Linked DNA regions of Rattus norvegicus: region 1 is linked to region 2. Evidence: chromatin contacts called from public Hi-C data. All regions are on one chromosome and are shown on one strand. The core of a region is the stretch at or near the end of the contact, and the rest is flanking DNA. Distances in the headings are between cores, read along the strand shown.

The links. Hi-C and Micro-C count contacts between places; a contact is called where the count stands out from the background.
Region 1: a contact with region 2 is called in a Hi-C map of the A7r5 cell line, with 4 times the contacts expected there. The contact joins the promoter of Myadm here to the promoter of Rps9 in region 2. A contact is called at or near these places in 2 of 12 Hi-C or Micro-C datasets (the A7r5 cell line and frontal cortex) and 1 of 1 datasets of contacts at active chromatin or transcription factors (oligodendrocytes).

Annotation. Positions count from the first base shown.
Region 1 is chr1:74,785,510-74,789,773 of GRCr8, reverse strand. It overlaps Myadm (myeloid-associated differentiation marker), which reads left to right and starts at 1,811. Exons shown (of 3, transcript NM_183332.1): 1 at 1,811-1,907.
Region 2 is chr1:74,428,489-74,432,858 of GRCr8, reverse strand. Rps9 (ribosomal protein S9) reads left to right here and starts at 2,422. Exons shown (of 5, transcript NM_001313935.2): 1 at 2,422-2,449; 2 at 2,754-2,875; 3 at 3,094-3,216. The coding sequence starts at 2,779. It overlaps Tsen34 (tRNA splicing endonuclease subunit 34), which reads left to right. Exons shown (of 5, transcript NM_001006968.2): 5 at 1-172. It also overlaps a transcript of Pirb not described here.

The DNA of each region.
Region 1 (4,264 bases), core at 562-3,061, 360 kb before region 2:
TAGCCAACCAAACCTGATGACCTTCGATTCTCCGATCCCATTCACTAGGAGATAACTGACTCCCACAAGTTGTCCTCTGACTTCCACATTTGCACTGTCACACATAAAGTGTGTGTGTGTGTGTGTGTGTGTGTGTGTGTGTGTGTGTGTGTGTGTGTGTTTAAACTAACCCAAACCCTCCCTTTTGCAGGGCATAAAATGACAAAAAGGGTCTGTTTCCGTGCCTCTTCCCAGACATGCAAAGTGAGCACACAGCTCTTCGCCTACCCATCCCTACCTTGGTCCCCACCCCCACTTCTGCAAAGCACGAAGCAAGCGCCCAGGTCCCCTCTTCAGCTCCTCCCTCCTCTGTAGGACACGGAGCTGGCCGTAGTGAGCTCCTGGACCCTTTGGACCCCTCACTTCGCGAAGCTCCCGGTTTTCTCTCTAGAGCTAGGTCTATAAGCCTCTTCAATCTTCCTGGAAGGTGACCAGAAGCAGCCGTGGGGAAGAGACAAGCTGCCGCAGCCGCAGCCATCAGCAGCCACCGCCACTAGGCCCCGCCCAGGAGCAGCAGATCAGGGCCGCGCCCGAGACCGCTGCCGAGCGGGGTGAGTGAGTGCAGCCAGGAGGGAGGGAACCTGCTGTCCCGGGTCTCCGCCCTGCCCAGGGGGCCCGCATTGGGACCCTTAGGTCTCTCCTAAAGTCCCCTCCAGCACGGCGACCTTCAGCTTCTTTTCCCTTTTGGTTCAGTCGAGTCCTTTCAGGCCCTCAAATCCGACCATTTTTTTTAAAGCCCAACCCTGCATTTCTTTCCCTCTTTTGCACCTCTCTTTCCGGTACAACGGGGTCCACCAAATCCTTCCCATATTGCCATATGGGATTTTAGAATCCAGAGCTCCCAACCCTAGCCCGGTCTTCCTCATAAAGATTCTGAGTCCCTTTGTCCTGAAGGCAGGAATTCAGGCCCAAAATAGCGCGCCCTTCCAGACCTAGGCGGTTCGGAAAACCAACCAACCAACCACAAATGTTTTGAAAACTGTCTGAACGCTCAGAAATCTGGGACCCTCCCCCCAAATTTCCAGGAATTTAGACACTATCCATCATCCTTTCGCTCTTCCTGCCTGTGATCTGTTGAGACGTGGCCCAGCAGTCCTCTGACCACGATTACAGTGTAATTGGAGCTATGGCCCACTCTCCTCTGGGTAGACCCCTAAACACGGGAATCTAGTCTTTGTTCTTTGGGGGTTGGGCCTCACCTGTCAAGGTAGCTTGCTCACTTAAGGCCTGGCACCCTAAATTCCTAAATTCTCTTCAGGTAGACAAGACCCTAGCCCACAGACTCTGTTAAACAGAGGTCTAGCCCCCAAACTGCTGGGACCTGGATGTGTAAGATTTCCCTTTTCTGGTTAGAGTGGGGGAACTGATAGGCAAGGCTGTGGGGGCCGAGAGAGGGAGAATTGAATGAGGTGAAACTAGGCATGGGGCTTAGTGGGGGGGACTCTAAAACAAACCATAAACACATACGTTTCTTTGGCAACGGCATTCTCCAGCCTACTCTAGAGATTTCTTTGCAGAGCTATGTCAGGGAGGATAGCCCCCGGGAGCCCCCACGCCTCCAGCTGCTGTGTCTTCCTGTTTTGTCTCCACGGCAACGGTGACCTCAGCCCTGAATCCCCTCACTGGTCGGGCTGGAGTTCCAGGACACTTCTGGGGGGCGTGGTGTGACATTAGCCCCGCCTTCGGGCCGGGCCAGGGATAGACTGAATGAAGGGAAAGTCCCTTTTCACCGCCCTAGCCAGGCCCAAACCCCGCCCTCAACTCCTCCCTCGCGCGCTCCTCAGCTGGCCAACTCCACCCAGCTTTAAGACCCTTTTAGTCTGCAGCTGTCGTCCTTGTTTGTGCTGCAGACGCCACTGACTGGAGAGGTGAGGCTGCAGGGACCCCCGAAGGGAAGGAATAGTGGTTCAGGATCCTCGGGTCTAGAAAGAGGAGTGGGCACGGATTCAGGTGTCTGGGTCCCTAGAAACACTGCAGTTGGGCCAGGACTCAAGTTATAGCTGAAAGGCTGAACATCTGAGGTCATACATGGAAAAGAGAAGGGGCTGGGGAGTGGGCACGTGGGTCTGAGGAAGGACGATGATACTTGGACCCCTGAGGCTGAGAGAGGTAAGATGGGATCTAGACTCCTAGGTCTCACCTAAAAGACTTGGGATCTGGATTTAAGATGGGTCTTAGGGGAGGAGGGCTGGAGTCAGACCTTAATCTGGAGGAAGTCGGGGTTCTGAATTTGTTCTGAGGGAGAAGGTACTGGGGTCTGAATTTGGGCAGAAGAAGGGAGGGGCTGGAATCTCGACTTTTAGTTTGAGGACTTGGAAAAATGGAGTATAGATATCTGAATCCGAGAAGATGGAGCTCCTGGATGCTTGTACCTGGTGGGGAAAAGATCTTGTTCTGAACCTCCTTCCAGAGGGTCTGAGAGAGAGAGAGAGAGAGAGAGAGAGAGAGAGAGAGAGAGAGAGAGAGAGTGAGTAGGGGTAGCTTTGAGGGTTTAAGGCTGAGCCCACCACTGGTGTGAGGAGTGGCCCGGAGTCTGATCAGGGCTGTGCCCAGCATGTGCCCAGCCTGTGGAGTGATGGATGACCTCAGGAGTGTGGCATGGGAGAGGGTAGCAGGGGTGCTGGGTGTGGCCCCGAGAGTGGAACTAGATCTAGGAGGAAGCTCTAGGGGCGTTTCCTCACTCTGCTTATGTCTTGAGCTGAGCATTCCTGAGCTATGACTTCAAACGGTGCTGAAAGCCCTCTGGACCACTAGTTCCGTTATCTCTCCTAGGGTTTTTCTTTCTAGTACCTCTTCTTTTCTAACTTTTCTCCTGGGCAGAAGGATTTATGCTCTTCCCTCTTCTGGTATCTGTGGTGGGACAGTAACCCACCTTTTTTTTTTTTTTTTTTAAGACAGGCTCTATGTATAGCCCTTGTAGTCCTGGAACTCGCTATGTAGACCTGGCTGGCCCTGACCTCATAGAGATCCGCCTGCTTCTTCCTCCTAAATGCAGGGATTAAAGGCAATCTGTTGCCCACTTACTGTAGTGCAGGCGTCAGGTTAGGCCTAGCTTCCCAAAAGCCAATACCTGTGGGAGCTGGAGGTTTCTGCCTTTCTGTTTCAACTCCCAAGTGTGTTGGAGGCTTCTAGTTCCCACGGAGAGTTCCAACTCCTGCATGAGTTCTAGCTTGGAGCCAAGAATGAGATGTGTCCTCGAGCTCAGTCAAAATTTAGGAGTTTTAAAGGAGTCCGCGCTGGTCATACTCAGGAGAGTCTCAATCCCTTAACTGCGTTCCCACTTCTTAGAGGTTGAACCCAGTACCTCACACATGCTAGTCAAATACTCTACCTACCTCACCACCAGCAGCTTCCCTTTCACCCCACACCCACCCGTTGTTGGTCTTCCCCCCCTCCCCCGGAGCTGAGGACCACCGAGCTAAAGCCCCAACAACACCCCCCCACACCGTTGGTGGTCTTTGAACTCTTTCTGTGACCCCAGGAAGACCCTGAATTTCCAATCCTGTCTCAACCGGTGTTTTGGAAACACCGTTCTGCACTCCAGGCCAGACTTTCCTCATTCTGGAAGGACCCAGAGTTTAAAAAAAAATTTTTTTTCTTTTACCCTAATCCCAGCACTTGGGAGACAGAGACACGCAGATCCCCAGGAACTCAAGACCAGCCTGGTCTACATAGCAAGTTCCAGGCCAGCGAGGCTTACATAGCAAATGTTTATCTCAGAATAATTTTTAAAATATATTTTTGCAGTGGGTGAGGGACGCATGTACCGCAGGGCACTGAAAGAGGTCAGAGGACAACTTGTGGGAGTCGTTCTGCCTGGCTCTAAACTCACACTTTTCAAGGAACATTAACACCCCCTCCTTCGTCCCTCCCTTTCCCCCCTCCCGACTCTCGCTTTCTCGGCGACGGGGGTCTTGGCACCACCTCCTGGTCCCTGCCACATTGCCCTGGCTGTGGTGACTTAAAGCCCTTATAAGGAGCGGAGACTCCGGGCCAGGCTGGGCCTCCCGCCTGTACAACCACCGCCCTGGGATCTCCCTCTGCAGACGGCAAAGCTGGGGCTCGGTTAACAGCACTCACGCCCCTCTCGAGCCTGAGGGCGGGCCCTTTACCCATATTTGCTTACACCCCACCCACGCAGCAAGTTCTCCGAGAGGAAGGAGAGGGGCGGCGCTTCCCCTGGGCAACCTCTGGGACCTCCCTCGGGAATCTCTGCCAAGAATGC
Region 2 (4,370 bases), core at 1,173-3,672:
TTTGTTTTTGTTTTGTTTTGTTTTTTCCTGTTTTAAGGCAATTACTGCCTGTGTTGCTCTGTATTCTGTTTCCAAACTGAACTTGTTGAGAATGGAGACTGTTTTGTGTTTGGCTTCTCTGTTTCCTATGGGGCTTAGGTCCCAGCAGTTCTCAATAAATTTGTTGAATAAGTGTTTGTGTTTTGAGTCCTTACAACAATCCTTGAAATGTGGGGTTCTTATTTCTATATTCAGATGAGAAAAGGGAAATGACTTGACCAGGGTCACAAAACTAATAAATAAGTACTGGACCTGGGCCTTATACCTGGTCTTTGTGATTCAGAAATCTGCCTCTTTGCATTGCACTAAGGGTTGCCTTGAAGATCTTTTCATGTGACATTTATTGTAAGTATAACTGTGTATGTATGTGAGCATGCATGTGCCATGGAACTTATGTGAAGGACAACTTGAGACAGCCTGTTCTCTTTTTACCATGTCGGTCTCGGGTTACCAGGCTTGCCATCAGGAATCTTTAAGGGCTGAGCCATCTTACTGGTCTTTACTACAAACCATCTTAGAGGCATGATGTAAAGGTTATAATAAACTATTGCATGAGCTGGTTGTGGTGGTGTAAACCAGTCCAGAAAGAAATGTGGAAGAGGCAAAGGTGGGAAGATCATGAGTTTGAGGCCTGCCTGGGCTACATTTGTGGGGTTGTAGAGCCTCAGCAGTTGAGCTTTTCCAAAGGACCTGAGTTCAGTTCCCAACACCTAGAGGACAGCTCCTAAGTGCTTGCAACTCCATCTAAAGGGAATTTGGTGCCCTAATCTGTCCTCTAAGCACAACTGTACTTCAGTTGTATATACCCACACAGACATATGCATAATTTAAAAAAAGTCAACTTGGTGTGGTGGTTTATGCCTTTAATCCCAGTGTTCAGGTGTGAGAGGCAGGGAGATCTCTGAGATCAAGGCTAGGTCAAGTTCCAGGCCAGCAAGGCCTGTCTCAAATACATCAACAAATACGGGGTGGAGAGGTGGCTCAGTGGTTAAGAGTACTTGGTGTTCTTGCAGAGGACCCAAGTTTTGTTCACAGCACATACAAGGCTCATAACTCTAGTATTTGGGCATCCAACTCCTTATGTCCTTTGAAGGTCCTAGATACACACAGGGGGCATTTGTGTGGATATAGGTAAGAAAAGTACTTGCAAACATTAAAGAAATCATTTTTAAAAATTAAAAACCAGGACTGGAGAGATGGCTCAGTGGTTAAGAGAACTGACTGCTCTATCAGAGGTCCTGAGTTCAAATTCCAGCAACCACATGGTGGCTCACAACCATCTGTAATAGGGATCTGATGCTCTCTCCTGGTGTGTCTGAAGACAGGGAAAGTGTACTTATATGTAATAAATAAATAAATAAATACATCTTTAAAAGAAATTAAAAAGCAAATGTTTGACACAGAAAGTAAACTAGTCTGACTCCCTGTACCTACCAGACTGTCCTCCCAGACTAAATGAGCAAGATCCTTGCCTTCTGAGTATACAAATGCAAGTGTAAATTCTTACCAATCATACTGGCTAAAATAAAAATATCTGAGCTAGGCCTAGTGGTATAGGCCTGTCCTACTATTCAAAGACAGAGGCAAGGACATTATGTCTGAGTCTGAGGCCAGCCTGTAAAGTAGATTGTAATTCCAGCACTTGGGAGGTATAGGTAGAAGGATCAGGAATTTATGGTCGTTTGATGGGAAACCCTGCATTAAAAACAATAAATAAAATAGATTAGGAGAGACTTGCCTATAGGCCAAGGTGATGGAGGCATTTTCTTAAATGAGTTTCTCTTTCCACATATGTCTAGGTTTGTGTCAAGCTGTCAAAATGAACCAGCACAATATGCATATTTAAAATAAGCCCAACACGACTTATGTATTTATTTTATTTTTATAATATATTATGTTTTTTTAAATTATATTTAGTGGCTCACACCTAAAATCTTAGCACTTTTTTTTTTTTTTGGAGCTGGGAACCGAACCCACGCTCAACCACTGAGCCAAATCCCCAAATCCCAAATCTTAGCACTTTTAAAGGCAAGGGCATCGCCACGAGATTGAGGTGGTCGGGAACCTTGGCTGCTGCCCTGAATTCCCTGTAAGTTTATACTAAGAGTCTTTGTTAAAACAAAAAGTGACAACTGTGATTACTCAATCAATGCTTTCGCCCTAGAAGGGGCAGCCTCGTTAATTCTTGAAATAACCAAGATGTTACCATAGCTCTTCAATCGCCCAATCACTTCGCTGGTAAGTCCGCCCAGCAAAGTGCCGCTCTGGCCCACCTGCTCGTCTCTATTGCTTTTCCGCTTTTGATTGGCGCAGCCGCAAGCGGTGCGTGATGACATCACGACAGGCGACGTTGCTATAAGGGCGCGATCCGGCGGCCACGTTTCTCTTTGTCACGGGCCTGAGTTCGTAGGTGAGCGTCTTGGTTACTTCGAGTTCTCCTTTTTTTATGGGGTGGGGTTGTAATAGTGTAAGGTAGCGGAGCCATTCTAATTTTCACGAACAGGCTGAGGAAGAGGGGGTGGGAAGAAGGTGACTGGAAGTTATTAGAACTCGGATATGGAACAATCCCAGTTTCATATTTTCAAAGGAGGTTCTCCCGAGAGCCGAGGTGGTGCCGCCATGTCCTAGAGGGGGTTTGCTGCACATGCGCAACAAGGTTACATTGGTTTTTTTTGTTTTTTGTTTTTTTTTAAAAACGACTCTTTACTGCGCAGGCGCAGCGGGCCTAGCCTAGTCAACATGCCGGTCGCCAGAAGCTGGGTTTGTCGCAAAACCTATGTGACCCCACGGAGACCCTTCGAGAAATCGCGTCTCGACCAGGAGCTAAAGTTGATTGGTGAGTGGGTAGAATTTTGGATTGCGGATCGGGGAAGAGTTAGGTAGCCATGATGTCTCTCTCCCACGTGTTCGTTCTGGAGAATCCTATGGGATGTGAAAATCCTCTGGAGATCCACAGAGGATAGCGTTTTAGATTAGTTTTGTGTTCTCCAGTCCCCATGCAAATGTTACTAACTCATGGTTCTGGCCCTATGATTTCCTCCCAACCACGTGCAGGAGAGTATGGGCTCCGGAACAAACGTGAGGTGTGGAGGGTCAAATTTACCCTGGCGAAGATTCGTAAGGCTGCCCGGGAGCTGTTGACGCTGGACGAGAAGGATCCTCGGCGTCTGTTTGAAGGTGTGTATGAGCCCATTTTCTTTCCTTCCTTCCTTCCTTCCTTCCTTCCTTCCTTCCTTCCTTCCTTCCTTCCTTCCTTCCTTCCTTCCTTCCCGTATATTACTGCATTGTCTTCAAACACCAGAAGAGGGCCTCAGATCCCTTTACAGATGGTTGTGAGCCACCATCTGGTTGCTGGGATTTGAATCAGGACGTTTGGAAGAGCAGTCAGTGCTTTTAACCACTGGGAGGTGTGACACTGAACAAGTTTGGCTAATGGGGATTATTTGAGACAGGGTGTTGGTGGGTATGCAGGTTTGAGCCTCCTTGCGTGACTTAGAATTTTCGAACAGACTTTAATAGAGATTGATGTTTCAGAGTTACATGAGAATGGGAGCTTCAGGTATGAGAATTTTTTTCAGTTTTATTGAGCGGGAATGAAAGTCGGCCAAGGCAGCTTCCCAGGAATCATAGTGAAACCATCTAGCCATGGTTAGGAGGGGAAGTTCTAGAGTTTTGGAGTTGGCACTGATTTAATTCATCAGATCCAGCATTTCCCACGTAGTAGTGACTGCTAGGAAGGGTCTGTTTTTTAAATTGGTAATCTTTATTTACATTTCAAGCGTTATCCCCCTTCCCGGTTTCCCCTCAAACCCTCTATGCCATCCTACCACAAGGATTCTTTTTATGAGTTACTTTCTAGAATTCTGGCTCCATCTATCTGCTTTGGACAAATGGAGGCCAAAGAATAACAGTAGGAGGTGCACTTCTGTTTCTGTCTAACAATGGATGTTTATTTAGTTTTAGATGGTATAAGAGTAATGGTATACTCTTCTGGGTGACATATTTTTGTATCTGCATCTGACTAGTGTTTATAGGGTATTAGAGAGTGAGCCCTATATTTTAGGGATCTGGAAGAAGATAGTAGATGGTGTATTTTGTGGTTTGGTTCTCCATACTTAGTTTCTTATTAGGTGACTGGCCTGCACGGACAGTTCATTTAAGTCCTGGGAGAAAAGTCTTAGGAATAGGTGTGGGCTGTGTGTGTTTATCTAGTTGGCCTTGTGGTACTGTGTAGTTCAGATAAACTTTGAGCTCTGCTTGCCCTAGCCTCCCAGACACTGATTCATGTTGTGAAAGTAGAATTTGTTTTTAAAGTTGAAAGTTAGAGCTCT